4 separate regions of the Mus musculus genome follow, and regions 1, 3 and 4 are each linked to region 2. Evidence: chromatin contacts called from public Hi-C and promoter capture Hi-C data. All regions are on one chromosome and are shown on one strand. The core of a region is the stretch at or near the end of the contact, and the rest is flanking DNA. Distances in the headings are between cores, read along the strand shown.

Evidence for each region. Promoter capture Hi-C pulls out the DNA fragments that hold promoters and counts their contacts. A called contact is a pair of places that touch in the nucleus more often than the background predicts.
Region 1: a promoter capture Hi-C map of liver shows a contact between it and region 2, with 4 times the contacts expected there. The contact joins the promoter of Tanc2 here to the promoter of Nsf in region 2. A contact is called at or near these places in 2 of 39 promoter capture datasets (liver and pre-B cells).
Region 3: a promoter capture Hi-C map of liver shows a contact between it and region 2, with 3 times the contacts expected there. The contact joins the promoter of Mettl2 here to the promoter of Nsf in region 2. A contact is called at or near these places in 9 of 39 promoter capture datasets (the 3T3-L1 cell line, 3T3-L1-derived adipocytes, the C10 cell line and 4 more), 2 of 484 Hi-C or Micro-C datasets (LSK cells and muscle stem cells) and 1 of 115 datasets of contacts at active chromatin or transcription factors (large pre-B cells).
Region 4: a contact with region 2 is called in a Hi-C map of B cells, with 7 read pairs. The contact joins the promoter of Eftud2 here to the promoter of Nsf in region 2. A contact is called at or near these places in 1 of 39 promoter capture datasets (liver) and 3 of 484 Hi-C or Micro-C datasets (B cells, natural killer cells and neutrophils).

The regions. Positions count from the first base shown.
Region 1 is chr11:105,588,711-105,592,047 of GRCm38.p6, forward strand. It overlaps Tanc2 (tetratricopeptide repeat, ankyrin repeat and coiled-coil containing 2), which reads left to right and starts at 1,276. Exons shown (of 26, transcript NM_181071.3): 1 at 1,276-1,539.
Region 2 is chr11:103,952,181-103,955,368 of GRCm38.p6, forward strand. It overlaps Nsf (N-ethylmaleimide sensitive fusion protein), which reads right to left and starts at 1,876. Exons shown (of 21, transcript NM_008740.4): 1 at 1,790-1,876. The coding sequence starts at 1,801.
Region 3 is chr11:105,124,585-105,127,698 of GRCm38.p6, forward strand. Mettl2 (methyltransferase like 2) reads left to right here and starts at 1,841. Exons shown (of 9, transcript NM_172567.3): 1 at 1,841-2,022; 2 at 2,192-2,283. The coding sequence starts at 1,913.
Region 4 is chr11:102,879,479-102,882,448 of GRCm38.p6, forward strand. It overlaps Eftud2 (elongation factor Tu GTP binding domain containing 2), which reads right to left and starts at 1,497. Exons shown (of 28, transcript NM_011431.3): 1 at 1,417-1,497. It overlaps Ccdc103 (coiled-coil domain containing 103), which reads left to right and starts at 1,746. Exons shown (of 5, transcript NM_028492.3): 1 at 1,746-1,837; 2 at 2,874-2,953.

The sequences.
Region 1 (3,337 bases), core at 26-2,525, 1.6 Mb after region 2:
ATCATGGCATTTCATTAAGAAGCAGATGACGAAAAAGTCATCTCAGTTAATGGGATGGAAGTTCACCCAAGCAAAATATGCAACGATGATTGCTTTGTATCATCTTGTAGCACGCACTTGGGAAAAAATTTTTATTCCAAGAATCCTGCAAAGTTGAAGGGCTGTTTTCGTGGTTTGAAGCAAGCTGAAGACCATCTAGGCAGAGAGTTTGGGGAGAAACATGACTGAATAGCCTCCAATGGGGTCTTAATGTGATGACTTTCTATGCTTAGCCGGGTGCCTTGAAATCACTATAGTTCTTATTGAAGCTGGTAATGACAGAGGCAGCGTGTCAACTTTACTGAAGTCTAGCAAGCTAAGGTTAGAGAACTGTCATCAATTGTTCCAGATGACAGTTTTCTTTCTTCCTCTCTATTTTCCCTCGCCCCCCCCCCGCCCCCAAGCCATTGTTGTTTTTCCTCCCATCCCTGTTCGAAAGGCAACGGTGGCATCTTGAAAGCAGTCTACACATTACCACTGAGACGCAGGAGAGGAATAACTGACACTTGTTGGCGTCGATGACTTTGAGTGACACGTGTGCCTGTGGTGACCAGAGCCGGGGGCAGTCTAGAGGAACGTTCGGGCTATCAAAGCAGGAGGAAAGGCCCCCAGAAGTGGGCGCACGTGACAGCAGCAGCCACCTCGAGAGTGACATCATCTCGGGGGGCGGAGCCAAACTCTTTAGGGCCTTGTCAGCTATTGAGCTTCCTCTCCTCTTCCTTACCAAATGCCTTCGACCCCACCAGTCCAAGCCCCCTGAGGAAACCAGAAATGCCTACACGTCCTGCAGCGCCAGGGCCCCCTCTGTCAGCGCGGAGCCGGGGTTCACCACCACCAGCTCTCGCAACGCCTCCCCGCCCCCAGGCCGTGGAGGGGCGGGGGGCGGGGGCGCGCGCGCTCCACCACGCACGCGCCCCCACGCACGCGCTCTCCCTCCGCGCTCGCGCTCCTCCCCAACCCGGCCCGGAGGGGGCGGGGCTGCGGGCGGCCTCCGAGGGTGCGACGCCCCCGGCGCGGCGGCGGCGCTAGAGAGCGGCCTGCCGGGCGCGGGTTGCTGGGCGCGCGCTGCTCCGGCGGGGCCCGCTGGCCACAGCCGCCTCGCGCCAGCCGCCCGCCCGCCCAGCGCGGCCAGCTGCGAGCGCCGCTAGCGCGGGGCCCCAGGCGGCAGGCGCCGCGCTCCCTCCGCCGCCCCGCGCGCCTCCTCGGGCGGCCCCGCCCCCGTTCCCATCCCCCTCGCGCTCACCTCCCGGCTGTGCCGCGCGCGAGGCGGAGCGAGGCGCCCGCCGCCGCCGCGGTGCTGAGGGGCGAGCCTGTCCCCCCCGCGCCGCCGCTGACAGGAGGACCGCAGCGGGCTGCCAGCGCTCGCCGGCCGCGAGGCCCCGCCGAGCCCGACTGAGGTGCGGATCCTCCGTGGGGCGTCCGCGGGCGGCGCGGTCCTCACCGGAGACCACTGGCACGCGGGCTTGACCCCGAGGTGCGCCGCGCCCCTTAGAACGGCAGGTAAGGGCTGGGCGAGCAGGGAAGAAGGGTCGGTGAGGGTGAGGTGACAGGGGCGTTCGCTTGCGACGCCTCAGCTGCGGGGGCTGGGGCGAGCAGGGAGACTGGGAAACGGACAGTGAAGTGCCTCCGGTGTCGAAGGCGTGGGGAAGGCAGGCTGCCTCCGAATGAATGTGGGACCGAGGGCGGCTTCGGAGGGCTCCGGGGTCTACCACTTGGTTGTCACCGAGGTTGGTCTTGGTATTTGGTACCTGGAGGGTCTTTGGATGACGGGGACCGGGATGAGATGCGAGGCAGATTGCTAAACGTGGCAAGGAATGTGGTGCAGAACGAGTTGCAAAATGTGTCCCTGAATGCAGCATAAAAGTAGTTGTGAAATGTGCCAGGTAAAGGCACAGGATGGGCTGGCCTCTGTGGCGTAGAAATGCATGGTAGAAGTGTTATTAGGAACATGAATAATTCCTTTGGGGAAGGAGGTGTACTATAATAAAAGACTAATGGGGCTTTTGCTACATATTCTGTCGTAGGAGATCGAGAGGAGCTGCGATTTTTGACATGGGGAAAGTACCCACGTGAAAGCAAAAAAAAAAAAAAAAAAAAAAGATTGTCTGATTGTGAGATGGGAAAGGAAAAAAATGGGGCTAAAATGATTTCAGATTTTGTCATCAACATGTAGAGCATCCATGCAATTGTAGCCTGTCTCTCTATTCCAGGTGTGGAATGTTTAAAATGTTTCCCAGAAAACATAAACAATGGTCATTAGCATTAGGAAAAGATTGGATGTCTTTCACTCTCTCCTCTGCTCCTCTCAAGGAAAAAAGAAAAAAAAGAAAAACACAAACAACAAAAAAAGACAAACAAGCCAAGCACCCTGACTGTAATTGTGTGTTCAGGATCGTTAGGCAAAGGGAACGATTTTTCATGTGTCCCTGCCTTGGCTTTTTTACAGGTGAAAATAAGTGGAACAAGGAAAACAGAACAATATGGTGAACAAAAGGGATAAATTTTCAGGCATTTTGAAGGGTTGGAGCCAAAAGCTATGGCAGTGGCTAATTACAGAGCCTGGCAATAGTGGAATATTCTGGTATGTTTTAGCTCTTGAGATGGGATGGTGAGATAAGATAAAAACGCTATACAGTAAATTGGCATAAAATGCAGCAACATGGATACTGTCAATGTAGTTAGTGTTCCTTGTAGCATTTACCAGGTAAATTGTCTTCGGGATGTGAGGGAAAACCAGAAACAAATGAAACAACTGTTCCTTACCTCTCTTCCTCCTCCTTTCAACCCCATCTTTCTCTCTTAAGTGTGTGTGTGTGTCCACATGCTACAAAACGTTGTGACTTCCATCTAAGAACATCTGTGTTTTGAGAGGATTGTCAGAACATACTGTAATTTCAAAAGTAACAAAAGACAGCTAGATGAGCCATTAAAAATAACGTGTGTATACATTGAGTATCTGTGTAACTGAAACAAAAGCAGAAATATTTGATGTGTTCACCAGGGTGTATTTAATTATTGATGATATCTTGGTGTGTTATGTTGGAATTCTTATAAATTGAATTACCTGCGTGAATGTTGTTCTTATTATAGTAATTTGCCAGATAATCTGAAAATTCATAGTGATTGGCTTCGCCCTGGTTCCAGATTCATTCATTGAGGGATCATTTCCTTCAAAAACGAAATTGGATTTTCCTTGATTAATTTTGAACTTTAGTCTTTTCTGAAGATATTTAGCCTTTTCTGAAGAGGCTCTGTTGAGGCTAAAGAGAGAAGAGGGCCAGAAGAGAATAAAGAGCAG
Region 2 (3,188 bases), core at 626-3,125:
GGCTTAGATCACAGCTTTGGGTTTAAACTAGAGTTCAAATAGTCTTGAATTAGTTATTTTATTTATTTACTCATGTATTTAATTTATTTGAGACGGTGTCTATGTACTCCTGGCTGTCTTGGAACTCACTATATGGACCAGGCTGGGCTCAAATTGTCAGAGGTCCTCCTGCCTCTGTGAGGATCAAAGGTGATCACCCATCCTTGTTCTTGATTACAAACAGACACTTCCACACATCAATTTGGAATTTAGAGGGCAGTTCTGTAGAGGATGGATGAAAGCTTGAGCACCTCAGGCATACAGACAGTTGTAGCTTTGGCTCAGAAGGGATTAGCTGAGGAGAGGAGATAAAACAGAGTGTGGGAATTGAATGACAGGGAGGAGGAAGGTGACTCCGAAAGAGAGATGAGTCAAAACATTAGCCCAGCATTACTGAAGCCATGGAAGAATGTCTTCCATTAAGGAGGAGACGGGCAACACTGTCAGACGCTCTGAGACATCACGTGTAACAAGGATTGGGAAATGGGCATGAATTTTAGGGATGCATTTCAGTCCGACTGTGGTGGGCCCAGGAGGTAGCAGGTGGTAGGCAAATGAGAGTCAACACACACAGAAAATCACCAGACTTTGCCACTGGGGGAAAAAAAATGGTTAGAGGAAAAGTCTGTGGGGGCAGAGGGAGGGTTTAAGAGACCAGTGCATTCCAGAAGGGCTGATGATTCAGGAGAGGGGCTCCTGAGGAGGCAAAAACAGACCCTGAAATAGTTAAAAGGGTCAGCTTGAGATAAAAGGGGGATTATGAAAAAAGGAAGAGAAAAAGATGGAGCTAGTCTGATGACCTCTACCGTCTCTTTGGGACTTTAGAATCTCATGACCTACAATTCTCTTTAGACAGGACATTTACATATATGCATACATGTATGCAAACTTATTCAAATATTCAGGTGTAAGTGAATCAGTCAAGCACAACGTTAGTCTGTAATGACGCAGTTAATGTCCCCAGGTTTCGAACAGGGCAATCTCTGGGCAGGATCCATCCATCAGCGATATTAGCTCTGATGCCTACTGCAATAACAGCAGTGACCTGGCCCCATCTCTCCTCGCCAACCCCAATCCTACCCCGCCGTCCTACGAGCTTAATGGGGAAGTAAAATGTAAATCCCTGAGACTACAACACAGCCTGCTGCATTCGAATCGACTGTCATTTAGAAAAACAAAACGTGACACCCCAAGTCCATCTGCACGAAAGACATTGCTGCTTCACAGCTGATATGTTTCTCCCCAGGAGATGGTCTAAGGTTAGCCGTAAAAGTAATTTGCAGACCTCCCCTCCTCTTTTCATAACATTCATTTAGGAAGAACTAGAAATGGGTTCCCACACCCTCGCCCTGACTGCAGCAGACTACACCCCGCGGTTATCCGGCAGTGCCACCTCAGAAACCCTCGGAGGAGTGTGGAGGGCACACAGCGCTCGTCAGAGGGGGGCTCCAGTGGCCACTACCCTCAAGATGCTTGAAGGACGAGAGAAACGAGCCCCAGGGGATGACAAGGGAAGCACTGGAGACCCGGGGGACGAAGAGACAACCCTCGGGGAGGACAGAGTTTCTGAGCAGAGCTAATCCCCTGCCGCAGCTACACTGTCTCGCCTCCAGCGTTGCTCTGACCTCCCTTCCTTCAGCGTTCCTGGGTGCTCAGCCTCGCGCCCCTTCCCCGGAGCCCTCGTGGACCTCGCAGCAGTCGCGACCTCGGGCGATCCGCTGCGAGCCCGGGCTGCCCGGCCGCCACTCACCCGGCCCGCCATCTTCGCGGACACGTCCGGCTCCCAGGTTGCAGCTCCGCACTCTGCTGAGCCCGCCTCCGCCGCGCGCGTGCTCGCCGGCAGCCGGCCCTCGCGCAGGCGCGCAGCCGCCGGGAGGCCGCGCCCGCGCCCGGCCGCGTCCCCGACGCCCTTCCCCATCCCGTGCGAGCGCGCAGTCCGAGCACCGCCATTTTGGCTGAAGACAAGCTGGCCGCCTCACTGCTACCCGGTTTTCACAAAGCTGGCCACGTGGCCTTTTAATGGACTTTTAGCTTTCTGCTTCCAGACCTCTTAAAACAGAATGCGCCGAGAAAACCCCGCGTGGTTGCTGGCCTTTCCCCCAAAGGGGACTGTGGAGGGGGCGCGCAATAGCTAAAAGCTGGTTCTGAATTCGGATTCTATTCGAATCCGAGCTTTTCTTTGCAGGCACACTTGTTTTGAGAGTGAATCATAATTATATATGCGCTAGCTTTATAGTTCGATATTTTCATTTATAAGCACAACTTCTATCTTTTTTAAGGTGTTTGTTTGTTCGTTTGTTTTAACGTGCATTGGTATTCCGCCATCCACCTCTGCATGTTCAAAACTCTATTTTGAGTCCTCAGGAAAAAAAAAAAAACAATGCCACAGAAAAACTAAAATGATTTGGATAAGACAAAATACCAGAAGATAGTTCTATAAGCAGCACAGCAGTAAAAGTCTCACACAGGAAACAAGACAGGTGTACCCTGTCCTGCCAAGGCTGAAAGTGAGACTTTTAGCATGTAGCAGGACTTCAGGGTTAAGGAGGAATGTTTGACATAGCCTCCTCATATCCGTTCCCTTATGTCCTCTTCAGCACTTTTCTCTAAAGTACTCTTGGGTCCCCTTACAAATATATAATGTCATTTAAAATGTATGCAACATGTAAAAATAAGACATGATATCTATGAGAATACATGAGATATTCAATAAGATTACTCCCTAAAAGGAAAAGTAAAGTTGGAGGAACCCTCTTAGAGGAAAGTCTCTGGGATGGAATGGGTACCTCTTCCTGGGAGCAAACCTGAAGACCTTGAAATACTCTAAAAGGGAGATACTAGGGGTAGGGGGTGCAGCCTAATCAGTCCTGAGAAGCACTCAGCAGGCCCAGGGAACAGCAAACAAAAGGGTGTACACACCGACAGGGATAAAAGGGAGCTACAGGGGTATTTCCTATGCTAGGGTGGTCAAGATAGGGACCAGTTTTTAGTAACTGGTAAGTCAGTAAGTCAGAACCATTCACACTATCAATATCTTCACTGTAATGAGTGTCTCTAAGAAAGGACTCAGAACTAAGCAAAAATTATATTTGCTCAAGAGTTACCTCTCTTTCCAAGAATTCTGTACAGGATCTACGTTCTTATATCAT
Region 3 (3,114 bases), core at 591-3,090, 1.2 Mb after region 2:
CCAGAGCACCAGGGGTCAAGTCTTAGCACCCACGTGGCAGCTCACAACTGTGTGTAACTCCTGTTCTAGGGGATCTGATACCTTCACACAGAAATGCATGAAGTTAAATTACCAATGGACATAAAATAGAAATAAATAAATTTAAAAAAGAAAACCAAGCACACACACCATTTTCAGTAAATGATACAATACACTGAAGTAAATAGATACACTGAAATACACTGATGTAAATAGACACAAAAAAGAAAATGGTCTAAAAACAAAAGCTCAAGTTTAGAATAGTTAAACATTTGGAAATGCATGTTGTAATTCCAGCACTGGCAAAGTTAGACGTGACAGGAGGGTCCAGAGTTTGAAGCCAGATAAGGGTACACAGTGACACACTCATCCATTTTCAGAAGCCATGCATTTGAAAGAGTAAGGAGGGGAATATGGGAGGGTTGAGGAGGAGTGATGTAATGTCATAATCTCAAAAATAAAAACCTAGCCAGGTGTGGAGGCAGCACACATCTTTGATCCCAGTACCCAGAAGCCAGAGGCAGGCAGATCTCTGAAGTTGAAACCTTCCTGGTCTACAAAGAGAGTTATGAGATAGTCAGAGCTATATAGAGGAATTCTATATTTAAAAAGAAAATAATAATTAAAACACACACGGGGGGGGGGAAGAAGGGAGGGAGGAGAGGAGAGAGAAAGAGAAGCAGCCATATATTTCAAATGGCTCACTTATTAAAAATAATGTTGGAACTTCAAGTAAAAGGACAATGAGCTTTCTGCACACACAAAAATTATATAATGGGATTGTTGAATGTGAACACTAACAGCTTTTAAAGAGCATGATATTAAAAAAAAAAAATACATATAGCTGGATGTGATGGTGAATGCCTTTAATCCCGGTACTTGAGAGGCAGAGACAGGCACATCTCTGAGTTTGAGGCCAGTTTAATCTGCATAGAGAGCTGGAGGCCAGCCAGAATTACATAGTCCTTCAAAATGTATCAAAATAATAACAAAAACAACAACAATAATAACAACAACAACAATAACTCTGGCTGGTAAAATGGCACAGCAAGTAAGCTGCCTGCCACCAAGCCTAAAGAAATTATAGAGCCTGGAGAGCCCTATAATTAAGGGCACTGGCTACTCTTCTAGGAGACCCATATTTTGATCCCTGGTACCCATATGTTGGTTCACAAGCATCTGTAACTCCAGTTCGAGGAGATCTGGTGCCCTCTTCTGGCCTCCATGAGCATTGCATGCACGTGGTGCACAACCATGCGTACACATAAAGGGGAAATTTATTTAAATAGAAAATATAAGGCTAAAAATGTGCAATTATAAATTATATACCAGTGACCTACTATTAGTTTTAAAATATTTATACATATATGTATAGTATATAAGTGTACAATGTATACATTTAAATAAATTGAATACATATTACAAGCTCTATGCATGAACGAATTACAATTTTTATTGTGCCAATTAAGCCTGGCTTTTCAAGGAGGTGTGGTCGGTTATGTCATTTAACACGGAAGCTTCATGCTCTCAAAACCCACGCGCTGCCTCCCCGCGGACTGTGGTCTGGTGACCACGTCTCATCACAGTCGGCTAGTCAAAGCTTTTCCTGGGGGGAATCTTGGGACCTGCACGGAACCGTACTCGAGGGAATAGCCTCCTACTTCCTCCCCGTGCTGCACGCCCTTGTGCATCTCCAGGGAGAAATGACTCCTTTCGGACTCGCCTCCGCTGAGCTTCCCAATCACTTGGAACCCGCCCCGCCCCGCCCCGCCCCGCCCCGCCCCGCCCCGCCCCGCCCTCCATCTTCCCTCCCAGTGACGCTACTTCCGGAAGGGGCGTGGCCCACAGGAAGTCCTCGCCTTCGGGAAGAGAAGGCGTTTCCGTCTCCGGTGTCATGGCGGCCTCCTTCCCTGAAGGCGTGCCGGAGACCGAGGACGGGAAGAGACCGCAGTTCGGGCACCGGTTCCTGAGCGACCCGGCGCGCGTCTTCCATCACAATGCCTGGTAACTGCCCTGCATCTCGCCCGGCTCTTCGCCAGCCCGGAGCACTTGGAGAAAAGCCCTGCCCGCTGGCCCTCCTCCCGCGGCGGTAGCTGAAGCGTTCGCCTCCCGAGGACCGACGTTCCCGGGTCCGGGACCGGTGGGCCTGAAGCTGCCCGTTTGGTTTTCACAGGGACAACGTGAAGTGGTCCGAGGAGCAGGCCGCGGCGGCGGAGAGGAAAGTGCAGGAGAACAGCTCCCCGCTGGTGTGCCCGGAGAAGCAAGGTGCGCTCCGTTGTGCCCGCAGTGTGGGACGCGCCTCCTCCAGACGGCAAGAAAAATGGGGGCACCGGGATCGTTTTATCACTGACCTGATGGAGAACTCCGGCCCAGAACGGGTCGGGGAGGGGACGGGTTAGGAGGCAAAGGGGCTGTCTTCTAACAAAGTCTTGAAGCCATTGGGGTTGGACTTTGTTGTTGTTGTTGTTGAACTCTCTAGTTCTACGAGTGTCGCGTTGATGTGGCTGGCCTGTGGCAACCGTAAAGTCGTTCAGTCATCTTAGGGTAGCTTCTACAGTTTACCTTCTGCTGGGACGTTTCCATCAGAGCTAGATTGATGTGGTCGGATCCTAACGTACTGTGGGAGGAGAGGATTAGATCATAACATCTTTTCTTGAGGTGTTGGGTTTGGAGATGTGGGACTTCTACCAAAGAAAGATGCGTGCAGCAGAGTGGAGAGACGAGTCTGCTCAAAGCGAAAGAGGTCATTTCCGAAGACAAGAATAATTCCTTTATAAAATACTAGAACTGGTTGTCCCTGTTTCTAGGAGGCGTTTGAAAGTAAACCTGGAACTTTAAGGTAATAGGCATCAGGGGGTTGGAGAGATGGCTCATCGGTTATGATAATAAGCACTGATAGTTTCTCTATAGTACCGAGGTCACTGGCCAGGCACGTACCTCCTAAGATGTAGGGGTGTAATCTCTTGGGAGGCAGAGACAAGAGGTTGAGTGGGGTCAAGAGCATCCTTGCTACGTAGAGTTCCACTCCTGCCTGGGCTGCATGAGAGCTTGTCTCAAAAATAAGTATATGTATATATTCCAGTTGCAAAGTAGGCA
Region 4 (2,970 bases), core at 247-2,746, 1.1 Mb before region 2:
TAGCCTGGTATTGGCAGTAAGGAGGAGATAGGACCAAACCCTGAAGCTGTCCTCTGACCTCCACCTGCAAGCCACAGCACATCTGATCCTCACTTACTACACAGAAACACACACACACACACAGAAACACACACAGTGTGATTATCCAAGCATAGGATCTTATACCCATGATCCTACATACATCCTGAGAGACCCTGTCTCAAAAAGCAACAAGTAACAAATGTTGGTCATAACAAAACTTGACCTTCTTGAGCACGTGAATCCCCATGCTCCTTTGTGTTCACGCACCAATGCCCCTGACAGCACCTTGCACAAAAAGACACTCAGTAAAGCTAAGGGAGTGGAATGTTTTGTTCTGAAATTCTGGTATTTCTTACAGTATACCTACTGTTTTTATTTCTAAGAGGCAACCACAATTATGTTCATTGTCTTCTCCCAAGATTACCATCACAAATTTTTAAAGAAGGTTGTTTACTGAACAAGCCAAACTCATCTCTGCCCCCAGGATAATTGTCATTCCCATTGTCCTCTGGCTATGTATACCTTCTTAATTCATTTAACTCACCCTTTTCCTTTAATGTCACCTATTTGTCACTCCACATATACTTGCCAGGCCACCCTTACACTAATCTCTTAGTGTGTGGCTGGGTGCTTAAGATCGAATCCTGGGCCTCACACTCTACTAAACACTTCTCCACCGAGTTACACCCCTCGCCTAAGTAAAGTCAAGGTTATGCCTGAGTAGTACTTAGGGAACATGTGTGTGTGCCCGCTACTGATAAATGTTAATAATAAAATAGGAGCAAAACGACAACAGTGCCTGGGACAAAATAGGCCCTCAATACGTTTTGCTAGTTTTGTTTTTCGAGGGTGGCTTTGGGTAGGGGAGTGAATTAGTGATATGCTTAGTTTAAGTAAAGCTACTCTAAATAACCAAAACTGCATCTTCCCACTGCAACGCAGAATCTCAAAGGAATGCTGGAATCTTTTCTGGTTTTGGCTTTTTGAACCAGACCCGCTACTTAGCCTTGAACCTGCACCAATATTTCTGTCTGCATCTCCAGAGCGCAAAAATTAGGCACTCGCCATCACAGTCAGCTCGGATGCAGAATAGTTTGAAGATGGAGACAGTCTGGCGGTGAAGCAGGCACCGATGGAAGGGGGAGTGGCAGGGGCCTGGGTCTTTACAGCGCCACCTCTACTAAGGGACAGGATCTTAACCACGTTGGGGACCGCGGAAACCCCGGAATCGACGGTGTGTGCGTGCGTTGGGGTCTTTCATTCTCTTTCCCACGCCAGAATTCAATTTACGCGTTCGTTAAGCGAAAGGGATAAGTACTATATAAATCGCCTCTTCCCAAGCTCATGTTTCGCTCGTTCCCCAAGCCCCGAAAGGACCCTTCCCGGCCAGCTCACCCGCCGAATGCTCAGCCGAGTGCCCCGGTCCGCCGCCTGAGCCCGCGCTTCCGCCGCACGCCGCGACAACGCCGGCGCCCGGCGCTAGGAAGGACCCCGAGCGCGTCGCCGGACCGCCTCGCCTCGGAGGACAGCTCTGCCTAAGGAACAGCTTCGAGAAATTCTGGCCCCGGAGACAGAAATGGGAAAGGCCAACTTGTTGGTCCTCAAAACGAAGCGTGGACTTCTCCACAAAAAAAGCAAGGCCGGAGGATTCTGATCAGGCGCCTTAGGACAGCCTGAAAGGAGGGCCTTCGGGCCGGTCACGTGGGCAGACTGGTGGCGCCGTTGCTAGGCAACAATCTCTGTTGCGAGGGCGATGCACTAAGGTGTTCTACCAGATCCGGGGTTTCTCGAGAGAAAGCAGGGAGTCCAAGACTGGGTGAGGGTTTAGGGACAGTAAAGGGGATTGCTCTAGTCATTCTATAATTGGAGAAGGCTTAGAACTCGACAGAGAAATGGGTCGGGTAGCGAGAGTCTATCGTCTCTATTGCTTAGAGGCTGAGCCTAGATCATGATGAGCTCAGAAGTTTTGGAGAGAGCAAACTAGGCACAGCGAGATCTCCTCACCCCCCAAAATATTGCTTAGGGTATGAGACTCTTGAGTACAATTGTTGGCTGAGTAACACAGCCCACTTCTCGGCGTTCCATTTCCCATCATGGTTGGGATGGCTGTGGATTTGCTTGCGGACCAGCTCATTTCCTGCCCTAGGGCTGATCATGAGTGAACTATGGCTCCAGCTCACCAGGATTCTGAGGTGGAAAGAGGTATCATAAGTAAATGTCAGAAGCCAGACCGGAACACATAGCTTCCTATGAAAACAGCCCCATCAGACACATACCGGGAGGCGGCAGGACTTCAGTGGTAGGACTGGAGATAATGCCCACACAGCACACATTTGCCTGCCGCTCTGTGCTGCTCAGGGATTTGGGGATGGAGGCTACTGAGTTTTCTCCTTCTGACACTTCTCAACTTCCTGCTTTGTCATTGCTTTTGGTTGAGGTGATTTTTTTTTCTTCATTAAAGACATTTAGTGAAGTGTGAAATTTTGTCCTTGAGCTGGAGTAGATAATAAAAGAAACCTCTCTGTCTCTCTCTGTATCTGTGTCTGTCCTCCCCTCTCCCCCCCTCCCCCGCTCTGTTCCTTTATGGTAATAAACTGATATAGAGAAATCCTATGTGAAAGAATGAAGAGTCAGAAATCTGAACTCCAAATTGCCTCCTCAGATGAAACACCTGAATTAATAGGTGTGTGTGTGTGTTGTGGTTTTGTGTTTTGCTGGGGATCAAACCCAAGGCATTTGCATTCACAAGGCAAAATCCTACCGCTGATCCAGCCCTTAGTGTCTAAAATATTGTTAGAAGCAGAGAGCAAAGTCAAGACTTCAAACGGGAAACCTTTCTGTTTTGTTCTCAGTGAGAAGCCTGGAATACATTTTCATCACGCAATTCCATTTTACCTGTAAAGGAAGAAACTAGATTTTTATAACACTCCAGGTTAAGTATCAGATTGC